Linked DNA regions of Rattus norvegicus: region 1 is linked to region 2. The links are chromatin contacts, called in public Hi-C maps. All regions are on one chromosome and are shown on one strand. Each heading gives the region's core, a stretch centred on a gene start, on an enhancer-like site or on the middle of the called end of the contact. The rest is flanking DNA. Distances are from core to core; before and after follow the strand shown. Region 1 holds the start of Adcy6 (adenylate cyclase 6). Region 2 holds the start of Snora2l2 (small nucleolar RNA, H/ACA box 2 like2).

Evidence for each region. Hi-C and Micro-C count contacts between places; a contact is called where the count stands out from the background.
Region 1: a Hi-C map of liver shows a contact between it and region 2, with 2.6 times the contacts expected there. The contact joins the promoter of Adcy6 here to the enhancer-like site in region 2. A contact is called at or near these places in 10 of 12 Hi-C or Micro-C datasets (the A7r5 cell line, Schwann cells, frontal cortex and 6 more).

What each region holds. Positions count from the first base shown.
Region 1 is chr7:131,638,185-131,644,494 of GRCr8, forward strand. Adcy6 (adenylate cyclase 6) reads right to left here and starts at 3,783. Exons shown (of 22, transcript NM_012821.5): 1 at 3,695-3,783. It also overlaps a transcript of Tuba1c not described here.
Region 2 is chr7:131,543,002-131,549,444 of GRCr8, forward strand. Kansl2 (KAT8 regulatory NSL complex subunit 2) reads right to left here. Exons shown (of 10, transcript NM_001421308.1): 10 at 5,061-5,779. The coding sequence ends at 5,648. Snora2l2 (small nucleolar RNA, H/ACA box 2 like2) reads right to left here and starts at 6,119; the gene lies at 5,984-6,119. Within about 2 kb of position 1,745, at least 5 of the 93 cell types and tissues checked have an H3K27ac peak or open chromatin away from gene starts, as enhancers often do. A contact at or near this core is called in liver, where this site is marked.

The DNA of each region.
Region 1 (6,310 bases), core at 2,533-5,032, 97 kb after region 2:
AGAGCAAGTTCCAGAACAGCCAGGGCTACACAGAGAAACCCTGTCTCAAACAAAACAAAACAAAACAAAAACACACCACACACAAGCCAAATAAATCGTGTCAATGAAATATGTTCTTCTGTGAACTGTCAATCATCGGTGACCTCTATACAAATGGGATTCTTTCTATATCCCCTTCCTCTCCTTCTCCCTCTCCCTCTCTCTCCAGCAAACTAAATTCAATTTCTCCCACAGGTCACAGTTCAAGAGTTACTTCCTCACGGAAAATTTCCCAGCCCCACCCCGAAGACTAAGTTTGGTCCAGTTTAACCTCTGTTCATTTCCTCCCCGGTACCTACCGCCTTTATAATTCAATCATTCCCTGTTTAACAAATGCCTCCGTCCCTAGGACTATGAGCTTTGTGCCGGTAGAAATTATATTTTTGTCAGCATTTCATCTCCAAAGCTATCGGGGCTAACAGTAGGTGCTCAATAAACACAAGGGCAAGAGATAAGGAGGAAGGGAGGAGGGGAGCGCAGTTCGGTAGTAGAATGCCTGTTTAGAATGCACAAGACAAGGCGTCAGGTTCCATGCTTAGTGCCACACATAAAGAGATGGGCGGAGTGTCCAGAAGGAAGCTCAAGGGTATGGATGCCATAGGGCAGTCCACAACAAATAACTGCTAACAGTGACAGTCCTGGTCCCTCGTCTTCCTTATCGTACCTATCACATCAGTGTGTCTGGTGTTCCCCAGTACGCAGCTCAGCCCGGGCTGGCACCCTGGTACTTGCTGTTCCCAACTGGAACAGAAGCTCCTTTAGGTCACAGCCCAAGTCCCTTATCAGCGCTCCTCTCTTACCAGCCTTTTAAAATAGCAACTCCCTTTCCTGGGGTTCCGTATCTCCCTCCCCGGTTTATAATTTTTCTCTCTCCGCAGCTCTTATCAGCGACTGCTGTTCTACAATTTTCCTTTTGCTTATTTGTCCGTTGTCGCCGCTCCTAACTGGAATGCCAACTCGGTAAAGCCAAACGATTTGGGCGTTTTGTTGTGCACTGCGGTGTACCCCGCTCCTCAGTGTTTGCTGAGCGGAGGAATGGCCAGACGTTAGCTATATTTTTCTCTGTGTCGTAAACCTCCAGTATCTTTTCACAGACCTAACTTCACCTCTTCTTCACCAAAGGCCTGTGAAGCTTGTCCTGTGTCCGCCCAGGGAACAGATTTAAGAGAGGAAAACAGAAAGCTAACATCCAGAGCAGTTTTCCATGGCTCACCAGGACATAGACCCAAGACAACCAAATCGGTCTTAGATCCTAAATTTTCAGAAAAGACAAGCCTTGGACTGGGTGGATGACTCCATGACAACTACCTTACCACAGTCTCCTGGCTGAGCCCAGGTTGAGAACACGAAAGCCATTTCTGTCATCATGACGCCACCACCAGGACCAAACTCCTGTACCCTGAGGGGCCCCTTACACCTGCTGAGCTGGCAGCACTGACATTTGTACTCACTAGGGAACTAGAGAAGCTTACACAGCACCTGCCCCAGGTGGCCACAGAGCCAGAGCTAAGGAGGGATGCACGAAGATACTCCAAGCAACTGCCGGAGGGAGCCAAAGCAGAGGGAAAGTCTGGAAGGACCTTTCTTATACTCCGTCTCTACTTCTCCCTCAGCCACGCTCTGCCAGCGTCCCTTCTACATCCACGGGGCAGCCTGCCCTTCAACTTCTTTAACACCAACAGCACCATCTTGAAGGACAGATCAGAAGTACAAGGTTTCAGGTCAGGCTGGCATTTGGAAAAGGTCACCAGAGAAAGCCTGGCTCTTCACAACACTTCATTGGAAGTATGATCTTTGGCACAAGATCAGGTTTCAGATCTTAAAGTGATTTGTCACCCAGCTGAGACAAGCTATCTACCTGCCACCTCACGCCAGTCTCCTCCCCTGAAGAACCAGAGGGCAATGGTTCTGAGGAGAGACTCTCTCTTTCTCACACACCCTGCCGTGCTACACACTGTGGACATTACTTCTCCCACCATACGAACCTTTGAAGGCAAACCTCTGTCAGGGTCCAAGAGATGGAAAGACAACAGTCATGAGCGAGACCTTGTATCCCTCCAGCCAGTCAGATGCCTGCCTATCAGGTCCTATGTCCCCTGCTGTCAGTCTCCAGGGCTGCAGAGTGCAGTGTCCCACTATGTCACACACCCCTCCCCAACGCACCCCACACACCATGACATTTCCCTTCCGTCTCCTCCCATTCTCCAGTCCCCTTCCCTGTTCTTATCTCCCCACCACCACCACTGGCCCAGATCTCTGTTCCCAAAGGACCTGTTTTTGGCCATGTTCCCAGTCCCCTGGAAGCACATCTCTTGCATCTGGCTCATACCCACAGAGGAAGGGGCAGACTATCAGGGAAACATATGACCCTTCAAGAACACTCTGACTCCCCAAGGGGATAGCTCTGTAACTGGTCAACCAGCTACAAACATTCAGGCGCTGCCCACCCTAGAGGACTCGCAGGCCTCCTCTATGACAGACTCCTAGAGCAGGAGAACAGAAGGCATTGTTCCAAGCCACAAAACTTCTCTATACGCTCCCCAAACCTCCCTGTTCGGGAACCCCTCACCACGAATTCCAAAAGTGCACACCACATCTCTTTTCTGCCTTCAGGCTCTTGAGTCCCATGCCTCTTGACCCCCTCCTCCCCTGGGTCCTTTGGTCTCTCTCACAGATGTGCTATTGCATACACAATCAGCTCCCACAACCAACTCATGTCCACTTAGCCCCAAGTGCCATAGTCCCAGGCCCAGACCTCAAGTCCCTCCCAAATCCTGATCCTTTCCGCCTGAGACCAGGGTCTGGAAGTCAAGGCTTGGCCTCAGGAATGGCTCTGCCCACTACTTTGCCCAACCCTCTTCTGGCCACCTCTAGCCACCTCATCCCCAGGGTCTATCTGCCTCTGGCCTTGTTGGCAAAATGATTTAAAAGTCTTCAGAAAGTTCACACAGAAGACTATGCCCAGGGGGAAGCCCAAAACTCACTCCCGATGCTGAAACCCAGCCCTCTGAATTTCCAGGCCTTTCCAGAGGTAGAAGAACTTCCCCTGGTCTGTTTCTATAGATTCAACACAGCCTTCTCACACCCTGGTTCTCCCCTAAGGACCAAAAAGGGTTCCCACAACCGGCCAGCTCCAACACCCCACCAGGCCCTCTGGCTTCAGAGATACTGTGGGAAGACCCAGGTACGGCAAGACTCTCACACTGCCTAATCTCATCTCTGTTTTTTTCAGTCAGGCCGCTGGGCCTACTCTGAATAAAGTCTGCCCACTCCCCACCCCACCCCTGCCCACCCCGCAACAGGCCTCGGGGAAGTAGGCACTGACACTACCCTTTCATTCCAAAGGTTCAGGGTGAGGGCAGGGAAGGGGCCTCTCCTCTTCAGCACAGCCTCAACACTCCAAACTCACCCCCACATCCCCGATGCCAACCTCTGGGGGCATCCCCTCCCCTCGTGCACGCCTTCTCCCCTTCTCTGGGCAAGCCTGAAAACTCTGGGGAGTGCAGGAAGGAAAGCTCTTGGCGTGGAGCGAGGGTGGAAGCCTCCAGCCCGGCCCGTGGAGCCCGGGTTCCCCACGTCCTCCAGCACTTCCCAGGCGCCCCGCAACTGTTGGGGACTCCGCTGTGCTCGCAGCAGCCCGCTCCCCCATGCTCACCTGCCAAGGGTCGGCGCCTGCCCGGGGCCGCCGCCCCACCGCGCTCGCGGGCTCCGGCCCGGAGGGCCGGCCGTCCCGCCGTCCTGCTCCGTGCCCGCGCCTCCCCGCTGTCCCGCCCGCCCGCCCGCCGGCCGCGCGGCAGAGCCTCCGGCCCTCGCCCCCTCCCTTGTTGTCCAGCGCAGCCGCCCTCTACCCCGGATCCAGAAGTCCCCTCCCCGCCGGCTCCCGGACTCCCCGCCTTAAAGGCACAAGCTCCTTTTGTCTGGGCACCCCCTCCCCCTCCCAGAGGCGGGGGCAAAGCTGCCCACTCCCCTTCCCGGGCCCCGGTCGGGTGAGCGAGGCCAGAGTCCCGCACGCCCCCTCCCCTGTCCGTCGGGTCCTCTCGGGTCTCCGCTAAACAAGCGGCCACTGTTCTGGGCTTCAGACCCCGCGGGAGGGTCGGTGCGCCCGCCCGCCCGCTCGCCTGCCCGCCCGCCCGCACTCCAGCCTCCACCCAGGGCGGCATCCTGCAGGGTGCCCTCCACCCTCACCCGGGGGGTCCACGGAGGCTGGCGAAGCCACCCGCTGGTGGCGAAGATGCCCGCCCCGCCCAGAGGGTCAGCTTCCTTCCTGTCGGGGTGCCCTGCGCCCCCTCCTCACCCCACCTTCCTCCCGGCCCCAGCCCCCACCGTGCCCGCTCGCCCTCCCTCTCCACCGCGGCCCCGGCGGGAGCTGAGTTTAATAATTAATTAAGATTTCATTCCACAAGGCGCCAGGTGTGTGCGCCTGGCACCCGCTCGCCCGCACCCCACTTCTTTCCGCTTCCCCAACCCTCTGGGGCGCCGGGCCCGACGCAAACCTGCTGCGCCCAGAACCGGATCGGGCCACGGGCAGGGGCATTCTTGGTGCCGCCCTCTGGCCCCACGCTCTCAGGGGCAGCCCTTCCCCCGCACCTGCCAACTGGCAAAGTCCCTCCCCCGGCACCTTTTACCCAAAGGGTTGTGCTCCTTTGATGTGGGGGGCTGGGGTGCATTGCCAGGTTCATGAACTGAAAAATTGTTCCGGGATGTTTATTTATTTCCCTCGCAAGCAGCTGCCCAAGTTACCTGGGAGATGGGAAAATCATGTGAAAGCTACTTTAACCCTTTGAGGGGTAGAGTGGTGGAACCAGAAGGGAGAGAAGGGCTCATTCCCGGGCTGTAAATCTGGTTTAAACTTGCCTTGAGTCCCCTCCCCAATCCTCAGCCAGACCAGTAGCTGCAGCCCCACCTGCCAGTCCTGTCTCGCCCCGCGGGGCCTGAGGCTCAGGCGAGCTCCCCTACAGCCTTGTCCTTCAGGACTCAACTGTCCAAACCACCCCAGATCTGATCTAGGGTCTCCTTTGTTCTTCCTAAACTCAGGTCAACATTTGTGGTGAGGAAAAGGTCCTTGACCTAATCCCTAATCCAACGTCTATCACAAAGGCTGTGGATGCCTCGCATAATGGCACACGCGCCTAGGAGTTCGAGGACAGCCTGATTTACATAGAGCGGTCCGGACAGCCAGGGCTACACAGAGAAACGCTGTCTCAATAACAAACAAAATTACTGTGGATAAAACATTCCTTACTGTCTCGAGCCTCATCCCTAAAATGGGTATGATCCTCCTGACCTTTCTCCCAGGCATCTCAAGTTCAGACAGGAAAGCGCTGGTTGTAATGTTTGAGATGAGAAAGCAAGGAGCCCGAGACAAGTCAACCCTCAAGGCCCTGAGAACCTGAGTTTGGCTCCCAGCACTTACTCCAGTTCTACTTCTGCGGAGCTGGACACCCTCTTCTGGCCCCCAAAGCACTGGAACGCTCACAAAGACGAATTAAAATACATATTTCTTTTTAATGAGGACACAGCTGTAGTCTATTCTGCCTTGTACGGTTCTCAGCTGGTTGGGCTGCGCGGTGACGTTTGGGATCTCTGCCTGACTTCTCTCTTTCTTCGTGCAGCCATTGCTCTATTGTGATCTAGATTTCCATCCCACCAGAATCAGGAGGACCCCAAGGCTCCCCTTTTGAAACAACGTATTTGGAACCAGTGGGGGAATTGCAATAGACAATTGAGGCAGAGAAATGGGGTCTGGGGCTGGAGAGATGGCTCAGCAGTTAAGAGCACTGGCTGCTCTTCCAAAGGTTCCAGGCTCCGTTCCAAGCACCCACAACCAATCATAACTCCTCTCCCAGGGGATCTGACAGCCAGGTGGGCACTAGGCACACACATGGTTGGTACACAGACATGTATGGTACACAGATATGTATAGTACCCAGACATGCATACAGGCAAAACACCCATACACATGAAATAAATGTTTATTTTTTTGAGATAGGATTTCTCAACTGAACTGTCCTGGAACTTGTTATATAGACCAGTCTAACCTTGAACTCACAGAGCTCCTTGTTCCTCTGTCTCTGCCTCCCATGTGCTGGAATTAAAGGTGTGTCATCACACCTGGCCAACATGTTTTTTCATATATATACATATACATGTACATACACATATACATATATATGTCAGGGGGTTAAAGAGTTGACTCAGTGGCTAAGAGCACTTGCTTGATTCCCAGCACCCGTCTGACGCTCACAACCATCTGTAACTTTAGTCCCAGGAG
Region 2 (6,443 bases), core at 495-2,994:
ATATCTGATACGTGGCCCCTGTGAGAGGATGGTTCGACCCACCCCCAAGGTTGATAACCACTGAATTACAGGATCCTCAACACACCCAAAAGGACTTATAATCATTAATTTTGTTATTGTTATTATTTTTTAAATTGTATGAGTGTAGGTGTTTCACCTTCAAACAGGCATGTGAACCATGTGCGTGCCTTGTGATCTCAGAGATCAGAAGAGGGTACTGGACCCCCTAGTGTAGAGCCGGGGAAGTGTTAGTGATCCCCTAAAACAGACAGGAGCCAATTTGATGCAACTCACGGCAGGGTCTTTATTCTATTCGAGCTAGCTTGCCTGCCCACCACCCCCACCCTCAGCGCACCACCACAGTCACACAGGACAGTTTGGGGGGTGGGGGTGTCCAAATATCTATCGGGACAAGGCTTTTTAATAAGCAGCAAGCAGGGAGTATGTGTGCAAGTGTATAAATGGAGAGCTATTGTGGCCTTTAACACAGTGGGCTGGTGCTGGGAGTCATACGCTAAACTTAATTTCTGTTCCTCTCTGCATTGGTGGTCGTTAGGTAAGGAGTGGGCTTGTAACCTGGGGGTGCAGGTTTGTTGGGGTAATAACCTAGAAAGGCTGGTCTTGAAGGTATAACCTGGAGATGCTGGTCTTGTTGGAGATTAGCCTACAGACTGGAAGAGCTAGGCTCGGGTTTTGTTGGGGGGCAACTTGGAAACTAATGCTAGGTACCAGCCTGTTAGTTTACCTGAGTTCAAACTTAGGTCAGGTTCTCTAAAATGGAGTCTGAACTTACAAGATTTGGTCTCTCACTAGAACTGGCGTTACAGACAGTTGTAAGTCATATGGGAACTGAACCTGGGTCCTCTGGGAAAGCAGTTAAAGGCTTTTAACCACTAAGCCTTCTCTCCAGCCCCGGAGTGGTTAATCTTAATTGTCATGGATTGGCTTGAAAAAAAGATAAGAGATTATGAATGGAGATTATGAATGGGGATTATGGGCTCTCCTGTAGTAACTGTTGTCTGGGCAGCTTTTTGCCTCTGTCTGCTAACCTAGGCCTACCTAGGCCTAGAAGCTTTTAGCTTCCACATAATCCTATCCAGGCCTAGGGCATTTCAGCCTCTGAGACTCACTGTTGAATAAGCTCACCCTTTCCTGTTCTGAGCTCTGGCTGGCTGGCTCAGCTCAGCTGTTCTGATTCAAACTCCTCTCTGAGCTCGACATCTGACGTTTTGCTCTGCCTGGCCTCAGTCTAACTCTGGCAATCTGCTCTAATCTTCTGGCTCCTTCTCATCCTCTGGCTTGTCCTGTCTTCACCTGTGTCTAGCTTGTTCTCTCTCTCTGTGACTTGTCTCTATAAAACTCTTCTCCTGAGAGCTGGGCATATCCCATTTTGTCAAATCTCTCTGATTCGTCACTTTGTCTGACACTCAATTAGACACCCTTTTTTTTTTTTTTTTTTTTTTTTTGGTTCTTTTTTTTCCGGAGCTGGGGACCGAACCCAGGGCCTTGTGCTTCCTAGGCAAGCGCTCTACCACTGAGCTAAATCCCCAGCCCCTAGACACCCCTTTTAAATACAGGTGCTTCCGTCTACAACCTAACTTTACCTTCATTGTTTGCCCTTAAAGGTGTGTACTAAGGTCATGTCTGTATTTCAGCCAGTGATTTAAGTGTATACTAAGGTCCAAGCCACACCACAACTAGAAACAGATTGGGTTTTGTCTTGTTTTTTCAGTAAATAACACAATCTCAGGTTCACAGGGTCATCGAATATCTTACAACACAGAGGTGTGGTTACAATGTCACCAGCATTGTCATACGAACATCTCCTACATCACTGCTGTGTAAAGAATGCGTGCTCCCCCATTATCTCTGGTTGGATACTAAAGAGCTATGACTGGGCAGGGGAGATAGGAAATTTCAATTCCAGCCAGGGGTCCCAGGGAGAGGGAAGGAGGAGGAGCATGAGAAAAGGTTAGAGAGACCACATGGACAGACGAAGATGTGGCCATGAGGCAAAAAGTCCAGAAGTCATGGTGAGCAGGTCACTAAGGGATTTGCCATGAGCAGAGCAAGCCAGGGAGAGATTCGGATTGAAGATGAAGGACCACGTTTCTGAGAGGTAGCCTAGAGGGTTGGACTAGATGACTATGCCCAGCCTAGGCTTCCAGCTTTCTAATAAACTTAATAGGTCTTTATGTCTCTGACTTGGGAGGTAGAATGGGAGCAGATGGGGATTGTTTAAATCACAGACTACACTCCTTCAGCCGTATTTTGACCATCATCGCCTCAGAATCCAGGGAGATAGTCCAAAGAAACTGAGGTGTGGATGAACTCTGCTGCAGATGCAAACGGCCTTAGTAGCAGAAGGCTGACAGACTCATGGAAAATAAAGAAAATGTATTGCTACACAAGGAGCTATAAAGGAAGGGTAAAGACAGCCTTAAAGGGGCGGGGGTGGCATTGTCAAGGCCAGAAAAGGAAAAGCAAAGACTATGAGGAAACTGAGGCAGAGAGACCAGACTGGTGAAGCAAAAGTGACCAGGAATAAAGATGGTTCTAAGGCAGCTTCCTTTTGTCTAAATAAAAGAATCTACCAGTATGAACTTTGGTTTGTTTGTCTGCTCTGGCTGTCCTGCAACTCATTATGTATATGAGGCTGGCCTTTGGCTGCCAGAGATCTGCTCGCCCCTGCCTCGGGAGTGCTGGAATTAAAGGCATGCACCACCACACCCAGATTTCAAGCTAACTTTTTTTTTTTAAGGTTTACTTTTTTTTTTTTAATTTTATGTGTTATGAGCATTTTGCTTACACTTGTGTATCCTGTGCATGTCTAGTGACCTTGGAGACAAGAAGTGGGTGCCCTGGGACAGAATTAGACAGGTACGAGCTACCACGTGGGTGCTGGGAATCAAACCTGGGTCTTCTGGAAGAAGCAGTCTGCTTGCTAGGCCACTCAATAGGCCTAACAAACTAACTTATTTTAAAAGAAAAAAGGGAATCCAGGTGGGAGGGAAGTAAGGAAATAATTTGCAAGACTGTAGGATTTGTGTATTTTGTGTGGGGGTCTTTTCTTGCATGGCTCAGACAGACCTGCTAATGCAGAACAGAAGCTATAAACTACAGGGAGATTAAAACAAGTTCTTGCCTGTGCACAGTAGGAAGGAGCAACACATGGGATGGGTGCTTTTCTCATCTTTGGTTCTAATTCACAGCTGATACAACTGAGAAAGCTACATCTGAGAAGTTGCAGCTACTTTGTTGACATTCTGAGTGTCTTTAAACACCATGTCATTACAATGAAACAGGCCTTTGAAAAGAAGGTATGTGACCAAAGGGCTTCCCTGCCTTGTTAATTACTTAGGGCCCAGAGAAGGGTTTTAGGTCTCCATGGGCTAAGGAGTAACATCCACTCCATTCCACTGTATCATTTCTCTTAGCTTCTGTTCCTCTTTAGCTTTCCACTCTGCTTCCTTCCCATCTTCCCCTTACTTTCACCTGTCTCATACTCCTCCCACGTTTCCTGGTTCTGGGTGATTTCCCCAACCTTAGAGGTTGGCTGGAAATCAGTATTAAAGATTTGTACCTGTCTCTCTAGCTCCCTCTTGTGGTCAGTAATTGACACTGTAGTCATGTTGTTTCCTAGGGAGACCTGACATATGACACACCAAAGAAATGATTCCATCCAAGTAGTTCAGTGGACTGCTGGGCTTATTGGTTTATTCATAGGAGCATGGTTGACTCAAAGACAGGTACATCACTGAAAACAGTATCACCAAAATGGTTACAACCCCGGAGCCCCCTACACTTGCTGAGAGCTGGTTTGCAGTTTGCTGGGTTTAGAGTCTCCAGTCCCCAGAAGTTAATTACTGCTTATCTATCTTTGGGAAGGTGGGACTTGTGAATCTTGTAGGCTTCAGGAACTTGCTGAGATCTCCAAGTTTCACTTACTTCCTGACTCCTTGGGCAGTTAAGAGGATACTGATAAAAGAATGTTAGCAAAGTCCAAATCAGCACAAAGCCCTCAGCACTTTTATCCATCTTGGTCAAAAAGACAATGTTGGGTCCAGCAGCATGTAGGAGTCACTTTCCCACCTGAGCCATCCAACCTTCCCATCCTGGGGTACTGATGTAGGGCCTCCGTGAGTCTCAGCAGTAAGGGGATTCCACTGTTTGGCCTGCCTCTGACAGATGCACCCTAGTCTGCCCTTAGTGCTGTTTGGACCAGCTCCCCTGCTAACAATCTGGTCCAGGACTGTGCTTTTGGGTTTTCCACTGGTCAAACCCAGTGTGATTATTTGAATGAGAAATGCCCACCAGTCTCTGGCACTTAGATACTTGGTACCCATTGGTTGCAGTTTTGGGAGATCTAGGTGATACAGAAATGCTGCAGGAAGTTATCACTGGGGTTGGACTTTGAGGTGAAAAGCGTTATACCACTTCCGGGTTGCTGACTCACGTTAGTGGTTACAATGTGAGCTCACAGCTTCCTGATCCTGCCGCCATGATGTCCTCTAGAACTGTAAGTCTTAGTCCTAAGCAACTGAAAGTCTAAAGCATCCGACAGGGGTCTGGGCTGAACAAATGGTCTTCACTCTCATGCACATCTTCCTTGCAGGGAGAAATGTACAGCTTATACAGTGAAGGGGTACCTGCCCACCCCAGGACAAGCTCAATCTTTTCCGGTGGTAGTTCTATTAGCTTCTTTCTGTGGACGGTTATTCAGGATGAGTAGCTCATTATTTCTAATGTTCCCCTAGAAACTGGCTGGACACAAATCTCACCACTGCCTGCTATCATCCTGACTTGGGCTGACCCAAGTCCTAAGCTCCATACCAGGCCTCCAGCCCCCTACTGAGTTAACTCCAGCTCTCCAGGGAACACAAGTTTACCTGGCCCTGGAACTAGGTACCAAGTGCCACCTTTGTCACTAGTTTCTCCAGAGTGCACGTCAAGGGATAGAAACAGTGTGCACTTTTCCCATCAGATGACAAGCAAAGACCCAGAGGATAATTAATATAGACATTCTCAAATACAAAGAAAATACAATCAACTCAGACTACTTTATATTTTCATAACATTTTAACATTTAATAGAAACTATATACAATAACTTCACTATATCTTACATGAAGGAGCCACCACAGAAATTTACATAAATTAAAAGCAAGAATAATTAAGGAGAACCCAGACCTGTGAACTGCTTTTCTCAGTCGGTTCACTAGGAAAGGGGGTTTATATTGCCCAATGATGTGGAGCAGAGGAAAGGCTTAAATACAGCTTTAGATACGGCTACAGAGACTAAGAGCCAACACCTGAAGAGCACCGTTCTTCACCACAGCCAACCCCGCCTAGACATCCACGTGGATCTCAGCCCATGGCTCAGAAGTCCCAGTATAAATGTCTCCAATAGGCACTGCATCTCAAAGGCAGGGAGCACCTCACGCTCTTCCTCGCAAAAAATCCCAAAACTTAAATACTAACTTGTCATCACAGAGACTTGGGTTATGTTTGTCTACAGCACTCTCAAGCCCCGAAGGAAACAACGTGGTCTGAGCTGTCCCTGTTCAGTGAGAGATGATCAAAGATACACTTGTCTGAAGAATGGAGAGTTCAAATCCAAAGGCGGTGAGCAATCCCAGAATGAACTGTCAACTGATAGAAGTGGGCTCTGGTTTTCCATTTGCAGTAGCCAATCCACGCTGAGGGAATGGTGCACAGGTTTTCTCTACATTATGAGGTCCCTGGGATCTGCACCCATCCCCAGCCACCTGTATCTGTCCCTATTAAAAGAAATAAAGGCACTTTGGTTAGAGACGCCTCCAATGGGCCTGAGGCATGACTCTGACTTATCAATACCCATTTACAGTGGCTAAAGAACAAGACCAGAGAAATTAAGTTATTAGTTTATCCCCAGTACTTTCCCAGTACTCTGCTGTTCCTAAGAATCCGTCATAACTGAAGCTGTCAAACCAGACACAACAAGGGGTTGTTCCTTCCAGATGGAAAAGTCACTCTCTGTTGAAGTCCAGAAGGGCCAACAAACCACAGGAAGACAGCTCTCTAGGCGTCTGCTTGAAACCAACAGCTACAGCACGACCGCTGGTCTTCAGTGAGAGCCATGGGTCACCTATCTTGCCTGTATCTATCACCTGGAGTGATGGGCTCTCCCTTAAAAACGGTCAACTTCTCTATCCCCTTTCACTCAAGTAGATGCACGTCCTGCTCCTGAGGAGAAGAGCCACGAGGAGGAATTCCACAGCTCCTCTGGAAAACTAGTACCAGGCAGAATTCAAAAGCAAAAGACGGTATTTTGTAAGCAGAGTCTCCATGGCCTGTACATCAGCTCCTGCCTCCAGCTTCCCTCAGTAAAGGATGAAATAAGTCCCTTTGTACTCAGGCTGCTTTTGGTTGTGGTGTTTTATTAAAGCAACAGAAAGCCCACAA